Regions from separate parts of the Bombyx mori genome. Here region 2 is linked to region 1. The links are chromatin contacts, called in public Hi-C maps. All regions are on one chromosome and are shown on one strand. The core of a region is the stretch at or near the end of the contact, and the rest is flanking DNA. Distances in the headings are between cores, read along the strand shown.

The links. Hi-C and Micro-C count contacts between places; a contact is called where the count stands out from the background.
Region 2: a Hi-C map of whole pupa shows a contact between it and region 1, with 3 times the contacts expected there. The contact joins two enhancer-like sites. A contact is called at or near these places in 4 of 7 Hi-C or Micro-C datasets (middle silk gland, posterior silk gland and whole pupa).

The regions. Positions count from the first base shown.
Region 1 is chr11:8,437,133-8,443,223 of ASM3026992v2, forward strand. No RefSeq gene overlaps it. Among protein-coding and RNA genes, the nearest start is that of LOC101742752, 54 kb to the left of the region's middle. Within about 2 kb of position 3,204, at least 5 of the 8 cell types and tissues checked have open chromatin away from gene starts, as enhancers often do.
Region 2 is chr11:8,633,707-8,640,523 of ASM3026992v2, forward strand. No RefSeq gene overlaps it. Among protein-coding and RNA genes, the nearest start is that of LOC105842375, 4.3 kb to the right of the region's middle. Within about 2 kb of position 4,170, at least 8 of the 8 cell types and tissues checked have open chromatin away from gene starts, as enhancers often do.

The DNA.
Region 1 (6,091 bases), core at 1,954-4,453:
TTACATAGTCGGTAGTAATTTTTCATGCATCGCTTGAAATCTGATTTACCTGTCGGCTTTGTTTTTTTTTTCTTATTTGAATAAATTAACTTCGCACCGTTTTTTTTTTAGGTAAGATTCAACGGTTATTAAAATATAGAAAGCAATATATATTTTTTATTCGTGCTGACAAATGTTGCGATTGTTGTAACGGAGGCAAGCTAACAGTTCATCTGATTTTTAGCGATTATCTCCCTTAGGCACGCGATTTTGTGCTGTAAAACGTGGGACCTAAGAACTCATATCTCAAGGTAGGTGGCGGCATTTACGTTGTAGATGTCTATGGGCTCCAGTAACCACTTAACACCAGGTGAGCTGTCAGCTCGTTCATCCATCTAAGCAATAAAAAAATGTTCCTAGAAAGCTGTGAAATTTGAGTTCTGATAAATTATTTACCTTTTGAAGTTAATTATAGCCGATAACAAAATTAATAAGCATTCAATTAGTGTTTTATTTATTTATTCTATGATTGGAGAAAACTTTATTTACCTTGAGACATGAATGAGGTCTAAGTCGGGATTTTACGTAGAATTGTTTGAGACGATTTTGTTATGTCCCATTCCCATCCCACTACCCATCACTATTTTTTTTTCATTTTTTTTATTATTACTGGATGTGTGCACCAGCTCACGGCCCACCTAGTGTTAAGTGATTACCCGAGCCCACAGCTATAAACAGCATAAATGCCGCCACCCACCTTGAGTATGACTTCTAAGTCTCAGTTTTATAATATAAAGGATGTGCCGTAATTTAAATTGGAAAATATTACTGCTTTGCGACAGAAACGGGCAGGGTCGTGTTTTCTGGCCGTGCCGGATCACAATACGGCGTACCACCAGTAATTACGCCAAAAATATATTTGAATGGATTAATTTTATTACACGATGTTATTCTTTCATTGTGTTAATCAGTCGTGAACATGTAATAAGTAGACACTGGTACACTCACATCAGTCGAGACTAGCAAAGCATATGTCTTATGCTTTAGGCCGAGGCGTAATTATCATGAGTCGTGTCAGTCAGATCATGGTTTCAACTGTAAACATGTTTGACGTTATTATGATGATACAGAAGCACGAATAGAGTGCGTTAATTTAATCTTTTGGTAGTTGAAAATCTAAATTTTAATGTAAATGTTTACGATTGTAAAAATGCAGTTAATGGAGCGAAAAGCTGATGAAGTAAAAGAAATACCAAAGGAAGATTAAAAAAAAAAACTCCCTATGGCACGTATTTTTTTTATTGTCGTATAGTTAGACGAAGATGGGGCCCACCTAATGGTGAGTGGTTACCGTCGGTCATGGACTTCAGCAATGCCAGGGGCAGATCCAGGCCGCTGCCTACTGTTGAATACTCTCAACAAGCCTCGTTTGAAGCAGGACATAGCGCCCGGGAAACACCGTAGAGGGGGGGATTATTCCAAAGCCGGATGGTATGTGGCAAAAAAGATCTCTGGAAACGCACTGTCGATGAACGCAGTGGCTCCAGGTAGTATGGATGAACTCTACTCCGGTGGCGGGCGGTGCGATGGTGAAAACGAGATGATGGTATCATCTCGAACAATTCCTCAGAGTTGCAATGTTGCAATGGATATACTACTGGAGATATAACCCAAGGATTGTTGACGTCACGTACGGTCGTAATACTCGCGCCAAATCCCTATGAGCAGCATTATAAGTGCACATATTACGTCGAATCCACATAATTTGGGACAAGCGTAAGAAGCAGAAGGTATTCGGTCTTATTACTAAAGAAGTCCAATGAGTTTGTATTCAGAGATGCAATTATATCAGGTTTAAAAAATGGAGCAACCAGTTACCAATCCTTCCTAAAGATATAGCACGTATCTAGTAGCAACGACCTACGCGACGAAGTTTCCGGATTTTTTTTTATTGCCTCTGTAGGCAGACGAGCATACGGCCCACCTGAAGGTGAGTGGTTATCGTCGCCCATGGACATCAGCAATGCCAGGGGCAGAGCCAAGCCGCTTACTACCGAATTTACTAATTGTAAATTTTGTCAGCGCATGAATATCGCAAGACATAATGGCTCAACCTTTTTTAAAGAAAATGAAGACAGCTTATTCTCTTCGAAGCTTCATTGTTCGCTTTCGATGTAAGTGGCCATTATGTCAATTATAAAGATGGTCATTCAATACCTTACAATGCGGCCGGAAAATTTGTAAGTTTTCTTTTTAATAACTTATTCATTGTTTTAGGTATTGATTTTGTATTGTTGAAGTGAAGGAGGAGAGGGTGAATGGCAAAGTTTTTTTTTTTAATAAACGCGACGTTATAATTTTTTTTTTAATTACTTTCGTCTCTTATAATTTTTATAGGAAAATATCAATAACATTTTTTTCGATTTCGCGGGTCATAGGCCTGATTAAAATAACTTTTACGGCTTAATTTAACATAAATAGGACTAAATCGTAAATACATATAGTTTTAATTAAAGCCCTTTATAAATGCACAAGGTTATCAAAACATCCGATTTTTATTAATATCAACAACTTAAAAGTTTACAAAATTTGTGTAAAAATATTTTGAAAGCAATCAGTTTTTTTACAAACAATAATCTGAATTTAACAATACATATTTAAAATTTACGTGAAGTTATTTAATACTCTTTTAAAATTAAATTAAACTGAAATTTACAGATCTGAAAATGTAATAGCCTTGTTTAAATAAGAAACGACTTCACAAAGTCGGCGCCTCTTTATTCGTTGATAGCTAACATTTTTAGTATTTCAAAATGGTTGACTAGCAGCCATAACAGTTTAAGATTTGAATTTGGAGCGCTTTCCCCACATGCACACAAGCTTACAGGAGGAAACGTGTGCACAAGGGGTGAATTATAGAGTCGGTAAAACAGCATTTCGTACTTATGTCTATTCATCAATAGGTGGCGCTTAATGCCACAAATTGAAAATGTAACAGAAAATAATAAAAAATATATACGAGCACGATTAATAAATTTGTTAAATTATCAGTTTTCAGAAACTAAAGAATTTACTACTAAAATAGCTTAATTTTTGCTTTTGTTTTGTCTTCTCGACGCTAGATGGCGCTGCGCGTTTCTTAACTTGTTCAAAGCGAAACATTAAATTTGTGTTAGCCTCTGAGTACGTGACTTTGTGCTTAAACCGTCTCATTTTCCATCGAAATTGCCACCTCACATCTTATTCGATACGATTTTAAGCATTTATATTCGTTTCCCGGCGTTTTTATGGAGATATATGTACTTTAGAAAGTCCATTTAATTAATGTGTGGTAAATTCTTATTAGAATCGAGAGCTATTGGAATGAACAAACCAATTTGTTTACTATGAAACTTCTTACTCACATTGCTATTTTTATATTCTAAAACGGAAAGATTTGTTTGCACAATAATTTATGATCATTATTACTGACAGTATAGTATCTTTGTCGTGTGTCACTGGCAATGGTTTGAAAATAAAATAATAAATAAAATTAAAGAAAAAGTCTTTATTTGATCCTGCTACATTGCTTCTTAATTTACTAAATTTATTTATACTATAACACTATGTTTAATTACTAGCAAGGTCCCCAGGTTGGATAAAAGCCTCCTCCAATGATGACCACTTCTCTCTATTCTAGGCTAATTGCCACCACTCTTTTTGGGCCAGCTGCTTTTTTTATTTCGTCCTCCCAGCGTGTCAAGGGCCTTCCTTTCTTCATTTTTCCTTGAGGTCCTGTCCATATGGTGGTTTGAAGTTGAAGTTTGAAAATTATATTATGATCTCTTCTTACATTTGAATTGAAATTTCTTTATTAAGTTCTTTCTATACGGCATTTTTATTTCTACGCCAATATAATAAATATGAAAGTTTGTATGTTTGTTACTCAGGACATTAAAAATATGTTCACAAAACAACGAATCTATAAATTAACGGATCAGAAAGCGACACAAGCAATTTTTTGTCCCGAGAAAATGAATCTTGTTTCATTCTTTCTCAATTACTAATTAAAAGCGAGCGTATCCGCGGTGCTCGTCTAGTGGTATATATAAGTTACATTATCTTAATGCAGTTCGAATTTTAACCAAACGTAACCAAGGTATATGGACCCCAGCCAGTGACTTCGGAGTACCGTTGACAGCACTTCATTCTGTCATCAGCTTGGTACTAGTCAGATCGGTAACTATGGCTAAATGAAAAAAAAATCCGAGGTAAATTGACGTACTTATTGGAAATATGGAACTTTCATAATGGTACATTTTTTTTCCTACCTAGGCTGATAGCCTTGAGAGGCTATTTCAGCTTCGCCCTAACGTTTATAGGTGAGCTAACCCTAGTAAGAGCAGTGCTTCGCAGAATCTACTACCGGATCGAAAACGCGACCGACTGAGAAGATCCGGCGAGAAACTCCGTGGGCTGTGTCGATGGGTTAATTCGCTCGTCGAGCCCTTCGTCGCAAGCGACGGGCTCGACGAGGACGGTGATCGGTGTTTGTTATGCCTAAAAGCACCGTCAATGGATCAGGAATGGTACATAGTTTTAATCATTGTCAAAGGTATATGACCTTTTTTATCATACACGGAAATTAACAATATGTGTGCAATGTTAGTAGCGTTAAATATCTTACTCTATTATTTTAATTACTAACCCTCGACTTCTTATTTTTCACGCTGGTAATGGTATGGCATTCCAGAAACTTGCACCGTCAGACTTTAACTTATTGTCTAAGCTGATGAATCAGCTCACGGTCAGGTTTGAAGTGGTTACCGGAGCCCATAATCATGAATAACGTGAATGTAGCCCACACATTACGAGTTCTATGTCTCAGTTCTATAGTACAACGGCTGCTCTACCTTTCAAACCGAAACGCATAATTGCTTCGCAGCAGAAATAGGCAGAGTGGTGGTACATACCTAGACGAGCTCAAAAAACGCCTTACCACTCATAAAACCCACCCATTTACTGGTGGTAGGACGTCTTGTGAGTTCGCATAGGCAGGTACAACCACCCTGCTTATTTCAGCAGTGAAACAGTAATGCGTTTCGGTTCGGTGGGGTAGCCGTCGTAGCTATACTGAGACCTTAGAACTCATATCTCAAGGTGGGTGGCGGCATTTACATTGTATTTGTCTATGGGCTCCGGTAACCACTTAACACCAGGTGGGCCGTGAGCTCGTCCACCCATCTAAACAATAAAAATATAAAAAAACCTATAACGTGTTTCAAGGTATAGATATTAAAATCGCTTGAAATATCATCGCTCGATTTGGTTGACTTGCTTTATTCGTAACACTATCTGTCTCTTTCGGAGACAAACTTTAAACAAAAAAAAAACGGGTACCCGCCCGTTTCTTTGTAATATGTTCCACCCCTTTCAATGTGGGGTGTGTGTGTGTGTGTGTGTGTGTTTTTTTTTGTTAACAATTCAAAAATAGTGGGGAGAGCTCCATTTTAAATAAAACTGCGCAGGAGTACGTGCGATGCGTTAAATTCATGTAAAGAATATTCTAGATATTTCGTTTTTTTTATGATAACAAATATGTAGTTTTGGGAAACTTGCATGTGAAATAACAGTTCATTATAGAAGAAATCGATGTATTTCTCGAGAAATCGATTTTTTGTTTTTGTCGAATCGATACGATTTCAATTCACTATTGATTAGTGAAAGATTATTATTTAAAATACAAGAGGAGACTGAGTCGGCGGTGCAGGATTCAGCGTACCTGACTGTGACGTCGAGGGTCGTGGGTTCGATTCTCGTGTCGGACGAACAGGTTTCTTTGCTCTTTTTGTGAGGATAAGTATGTAAGTATAGTGACATATGTATGTCAGATCTCTGGTACCCATGACACAGGGAAAACTAATTTGAGGACCGATGACCGTGGTGTTAGAACGTTTCCGTGACCAACCTTGACACTCATTGACACTCATTGAGACTCATTGTATTAAATGGCCGTCTCGCTATTCAAACGACAAACGACTGCTTGGTCATAAATAGTAAGTAGCTTTATTGAGCTGTACCCGTCCGCTTCGCTGACCATTTAAAATTAACATTATTATTTCTCACCCCAAAG
Region 2 (6,817 bases), core at 2,920-5,419, 200 kb after region 1:
GAACCTGACTCATCATCGTCTTCCATAGACATTAGTAATGCCTAGTCGAATACGAGAAAGAGTTTGACGTGCGATCTAGCCTATAGATACAACGCACTGAGTTTCTCGCCGGATCTTCTCAGTGGGTCGCGATCTGGTGGTAGATTCTGCGTGGGACTGCTCTTGCTAGTATGTACCTGGAATAGTCCCTTAGGCTACCAGCTAATAATAGGTAGGAGAAAAAAAATGCCGGTGCCTTTTGAGTGGTTGTTGATTAAATCAAAAATTTGAGTAACTGAACTCCTGCGTCGAACCCAAGAAACTAGACCAGTTTTCTCGAAAGATTATTTTGATCCTTTTTTTTGTTTTTGTATTGACTGTAACTTAAGGTCCCCCGTCTTGATTATTTAAAACTTGTAATTAGTTAAGCCATTCCCGAAAAAATACTTGTCGAATAAAGCTAAGGTAGACAGACGATCCTGAGAAATACGGTTTCATCAGACTAAAGGAGACCATTGACACGACAATCTAATAAGTAGATTGAGGGAATCTTAATTAAATTAGAATTCGTCCAGTTCAGTTCTGAAAGAAACGATAACCATTTTGGATGACCACATAAAATTTACATAATAGTTAGCAAATAATACATAGTTATTAGATTTGTAGGAACCGTTGGGAATAAGAAAAAAACAATTTAGAATCCATAAATAAGCTAATTAACCTTTTTTTAATTAACTTATACTTAAAGTAATTTTCTTTGAAGCACTAGAAGTTTCTTCAGGAATTATGTAATAATACGTAATGACTACATATTTTATTCAATAGAAATCAAACAGAAAGAAAATACTTTAATTACGATAGAATTAATTATATTGATTATCAATATTAGTACAAGGCCAGTCAAAGGTCTAACATTGGTGACGTAGAGGCTTGTGTGACATAGTCTCTCTTGGCTCCATATTAGTATGTATTAGTTGTTTATTTTCATTCTAAATGACGTCACACATAATAAACTTATGTTTGAAAAGAATTCCCGGGTTCCTATGACAACTAAATACGGTTGAATATTGTTCAAATCGGAATGCTGGATTGCTTCAAACTAGGAATAGGCAGGAGGAATAGGTACAAAATATGTAACTGGCAGTAAAAAAAAAAATATAATTAATATATAGTCACAGAATGCACGTTCAGTAGACCCTGGTACGATGCACAAGTTATTTTTACTCCGTTTCTAAATTAGTATGACCTCAATTAGCACGGGTGTGAGTAAAAGATAATTACCGCTCGTTATGGACTTGTAAACGTTTGTTGTTCGCTCGCGAATTGTTATGTTATTATTATAAAACAACTTTAAAATCTTCGATATTTATGACAGACATTTATACATAGCTTTCATGATAATAATTTATCTACATATTAATACGTGAAGCAAAAACTTTGTATCCATTTTTACGAAAATTGCGCGGACGGAGGAGTATGAATTTTCCCAAACTTACAGAGAATATAGAGAAGGAGTGCAGAATGTTAATATTTTTTAATAAAAAAAAAGCGATAATAATACATTAAATCAATAAATAAAACATTATACACACTACCATATATTTGACATACACACATATAACAATATATTATACTCTATGTTTATTGTCAAAGTTTTGTTATTGCTTGATGTCTGTGGTCAAATTGAGAATAGGTTATTCAATATTTATCTTTAATATTATTTGTCTATAACGTAGCATTGGCGAAATATAATAGTCTTTGACAATAGAACCATAATGATGTTCAAGCTTATAATTTTGATTAATTGTAGTCGAATTTCGACTACTGCGGGACAACTACTGCGGGATGGGCTGTGAGCTCGTCCACTAATTTAAGCAATAAAAAAAACCGCTTGCAAGTGAATCACGTAATATTGATAAATAATTCATTTACTTCGAACTCGTATTGTAAAAGTTTCCTTTCCAAAACTTGCATCTACTCTGTGAAGTGATTTCTAATGATTCCAGTGAACAAAGAAAATGCGACAAGCACTCATTAGGACCGTTAATTTCTCTAAAAAAAAAAAAACTGCTCCTAACTCGCCCCTAAGTCATTTCCATCAACTTTAAATCCATATAAAGCTGTTCTTAACATATCATTTACATAAGCCGTGGCGAGAAATGTTGGACCGCGCCTAAAACGGAGCAAACGAGCTGGCATTAAAATAAAAATCTCCATTTCGGTCCTACAAAGATGTTTTCTTGGTGACATTCCGCGCGTCTGACTTTGGCTTGAGACGAGATCCACGCTGTAAATGTTGATCGTAAGAAACTGCACGGTTATAATTAGCTAGTCATTGATGAACTCGAGAAAAGAATAGTTTTCACCAAGCTACGTTGCCATCGAAGATACAATTGCAATTCAAAAGATCAAATATCTAAGTAATAATAGCGTGGTATGAACATGTGATGCGTAGAGAGAAGATGCATGTGACTAGGAGATGTATGGAAATGGTACTGCAAGCCTGCAAGGTAGAGGGGGAAGAGGTCGACTAAAGCAAGACATGGATGGAGTGTGTGAATGACGATATGAGAGAGAGAGGAATGAGTGTTGAGATGACGGCTGATAGAAGAGAAAAATTAACTGTGCGGATCCCACCTAGTGGGATAAGGTGGAGAAAAAGATGAAATATCTTAGTAATATAATATATTTAAGTGCGCATTAGATATATTTATTAAATTTACATATTTCATATTTTCGTATTATTTATGATATTTAATACCCATTAAAGAATTTGTAAAAATCTATATTTAACTTTTTAAATCCTCGTTGATTATAAGCATAGTGAGTATATTATTATAGAGTACGTATTTTTCCTTTATTTTATCCAAAAAATAAATAATGACACAATCAATGTTAATTCGTTAAGTGTATTGTTTGTAATTAATAATTTTAATTTTAATTTCATCAAGTGCTTTACGTACGAGAATTATGTTTTACGTCGTATCGTAGCTACGCGACAAGCACAAGGTATTTTAATTTTATAATTTACGGTAACTGCTGACTCTAATAAAATTGTGCTTAATCTCCATTAACCTATTCCAGTGGCTTATTACATCGGCCCACGCGAAGTATTTTTTGTACTGCTCTCTCGCATTTAATATAGTTGCTCCCCGTGGAACAGACTCACAGCGCCCCCTGCTGGCAAACACGGCGAAACGCGCAAATTAAATGCAAATTCTCGACTAAATCTGTTTCCATTAAATGAACAGACAACAACATTATTTTTCTTCGGTTGCGTCGAGTCGGCCGGTTCTATTAATTGATTCTCGGGCGCATTAATAAGCAATCTCGTTTACAAAGCCGCACGCCGCTCGTTATCAGGGCATAGAGATTTTATAGTTCGAATACTCGTATATGTACAAAGCGCCAGTGGTGCGCGGAAAATTCCAGAACTAATTTGACTTAGAAATAGCCCCTTTCACGCAGTGCTGCCGCCCTCGGAGAAATGCTTTCTTTTCCTTCAAGTTCCGCTATCCAACGCTAGGTGGCGGCAAAAACTTGGGCTCCCGAAGCATTCGACGGTGCGCTGATGTGTGCGTGAAGGAACGAGATAGAAAATAAAAAAATAAAAGGAGTAAGACAGACAGCGATATAACATGTGTATACTAAGGCGTGGTTACGTGCATGCACGTGATTTTTTTTATCGCAAAAATGGCCGGAACTTTACACTTTTTGCATTAGACAGAAAAGTCGCAACTACGTCGTGCAGTTGATATTTACAGCTTTATGACAATGCATTAAGGTTCATATTAAAGTTTAACACGATTATAGCGCCGTTTAGAATGTGAGGTATAGCAAAATAATTGGCGTCACCGGCGTCGCGTCGTTTTAGAAAGAGAGAACGTTAAGCTACCGGTGTTACGATGGAGCAGTGCACATCGCCGACCGTTAGATGGAGGGGGACGGAGATTTAGCGACGAGTGACGTTAGAAAGAGACGTAGTGAAAAAAATGACAGAAAAAAGCCGTTTTCAAGGTGCACGATAGAAATTACAGAAGCATGGGCGCGGTTTAAAAAATGGCAGGGGCGCCTGCGCCCTCACCAAAAAGCTGGTGCGGAAGTAAAGGGGAAAAGAGACGTTAGCGAACACAACGCGAGGACGAACAGTTTAGCGGCGCGCCGCGAACCTTTGCCACTTAGGTACGCGACCACTGAAACAATACACCCGCTAATTATTACGCTCAGTTAGATAATGTCGTACGAGTGATCAGACAAGTGAACGTAGATAACAAATTCGCTAAATTAAAGTGCGCGTGTGTGTTTTTTTTTTTTTTAATGATTATTCCGACGTAAACATTCAAGAGAAAACAGACTTAGTTGATACGTGTGTTGGCAACCAGTGTTTGTTCGATATCGAATGCTGTTAATGACCACGCCGGTTTTCCCGCTAAATATGGTAATGATCGAATCATTCTTGACAAGCGATTATTTCGTTATGTGATCTCTTTCAACATTTTTTATGGTCGAAACGAAACTAAATTACGTTTATAATGAACTTAGATTCATGTATCGAACGTCCTAAAATTGTGATAATGATATATGTAGCCATTTTTATTCCAATGCCGAATACAAATTACGATCTATCAAAAATAAAATATTTATTACATTGATTTTATTAGTGGGTTTTGTATTAAATTTGAATACATTGAAATTTTAATAGTTTGTGTTCGAGGCAGGGTAAATGTTATTTAAAACCTATAAATAATAATAGATGTTTATAAAAAATATTAGTATATCAAATACATTTTGAATTAATATGTGAAGCTAATATTCACTCTACTGAAGCCAATTTTATTCGTATGTAACCATAATATATTGCCGAAATTATAATTTAATAATTCTTGATGCATGAAATAAAATTAAATGTAATTTAGTAGCTTCAAAAATATATGAACTGCTCTTTATTAATAATATTGAAAAACAATTTTACTGTGCGAGAAATTTCTCGGTACATAATTCACAATTTCACACAAAAATGACAGTGTGTTTAAATCGTATGAAAATTATTTTGGTATCCTAAATTTTAGTATACCTACAGATATATATGCTGTCCTAAAACAACAAAAAAAACACAATACTAGGTACAGGTTTATTTAAAATTAAAAAGTAAACTCTTATTGAAATATTTTTACCTATAATAAAAATTATACAACACGGCCGAATTACAAAATAGCGCGTAATATCCATTTCATTTTATCATTTATCGTGAACACCGCAATATTATCTAATACTCCGCAAATAAATCAATTACAGTAATAGCAGATTTCTGGTAACAGTTTTCTTTACCGAAATTATCAATCGGTATCAGATACACTTAGTATTGTATCTGATAAAAAAAATTATCACGTACCTGGCCATCGCTATGTTTTGCGATAAAAATGGCTACTGTGGATGGCAGTGTTATGAAAAAAAAATTCGATCGAATTACTTGTAAAGTCAAAAACGAGCTATTTTCTTTCGAATTCGTTGTTTTCTTATTTTCTTCGGTTTTCGCAAGGCTTGGTAATTCAAATTACTTTTACGGTTTAATATCGAGTTTCTTATCGTCACAATAGTAACACCCACGCTTGCAATACTCTACAGTTTTCATGGTCACAGACGAACTATGGTGTTAAGCTTCGAAATTTGAATATTGTGTTAACACAATGACAGTAATAGAGATCGAGCCGTAAATATAGTTCAATCATTACATCAACAGTTTGATTACATATCTCAAAGAATCTCTGTGCAAGAATAAATTGTCTTCTATATCAACTTTGTAGACTGGAAACTGATTGAAAATTTTAAAAAATTCTTACATTCGTCAGTTTTACTATAAAATATCGTACCAGCTATTAATAATTTTATCAATAAATAGGAATTCTTGCTAATATGTTTATGACTCGATTTGTCAAAGATCAAAAGTGCCTGTCATAGTTAAAAATAATAGTTACGTTTCTTTCCACGCATAAGGACTGACTTCAGTTTTGACAATTTGTTTGACTTGGGGCTTCATGTAGATGATAAGGTGTGTCAGATAAATTTTCTATATTGAAATCCAGATATTTTAATAGTAGATAACCTTGCCCACTATTTATGGAATAACTAGTTTTTTTTTAGCTAATTTAGAAGTTGTTCGCACTGATAAACTGAATTAAAAAAGAACGAACTCAAGATTGCGGTTTTTAATTACGTCCGAATCTCGCGAAACCTGTACTTAATGTATCTGATTAGTCAACTTTCGAAAATCTTCGACCACAAACCCCGCCAATTAACGTTATAGTAAATGTACCGTAAAACGTACGTGATCATATAAATCAATTGACGAAACAATCAATAAATAACTACGAAGAACACCTGTGTGTGTCTACGCATCACGCAACCAGAATTCACATAAATCACATTAATTCTCGAATATACTAGAGAAAATCTTGTTCGAGATTAAAAAAGAAATAATAATAATACAAAAACCAGTTGCATAAAACATAAAATTTGAATATTTTAGCTGTTCGATGTAACGGCCCGGCCAATAGAAACGCATCGCTCTGTTTCTTGTGCTGAGAACGTGGGCCTATGAGTGGGTATCCACACTAACTTTACCAACTGTGTAAACGATTTTCTCTTGACGTGACCGTCCTAGTTTGTTCGTCGTATCGTCGCTGTGAAGGTTAAATGAAAAAGGTCTTTAAACTCAGCGCTCTGAACGTACGCGAGAACCAGTATTTAATCAGCAAAGACTAGATTGGCGTGTTGATCGCGGCTCGCTTACACCGTTTCAACAGTGTGCGACTAGAATAATTTAATATGAACGGTCGCC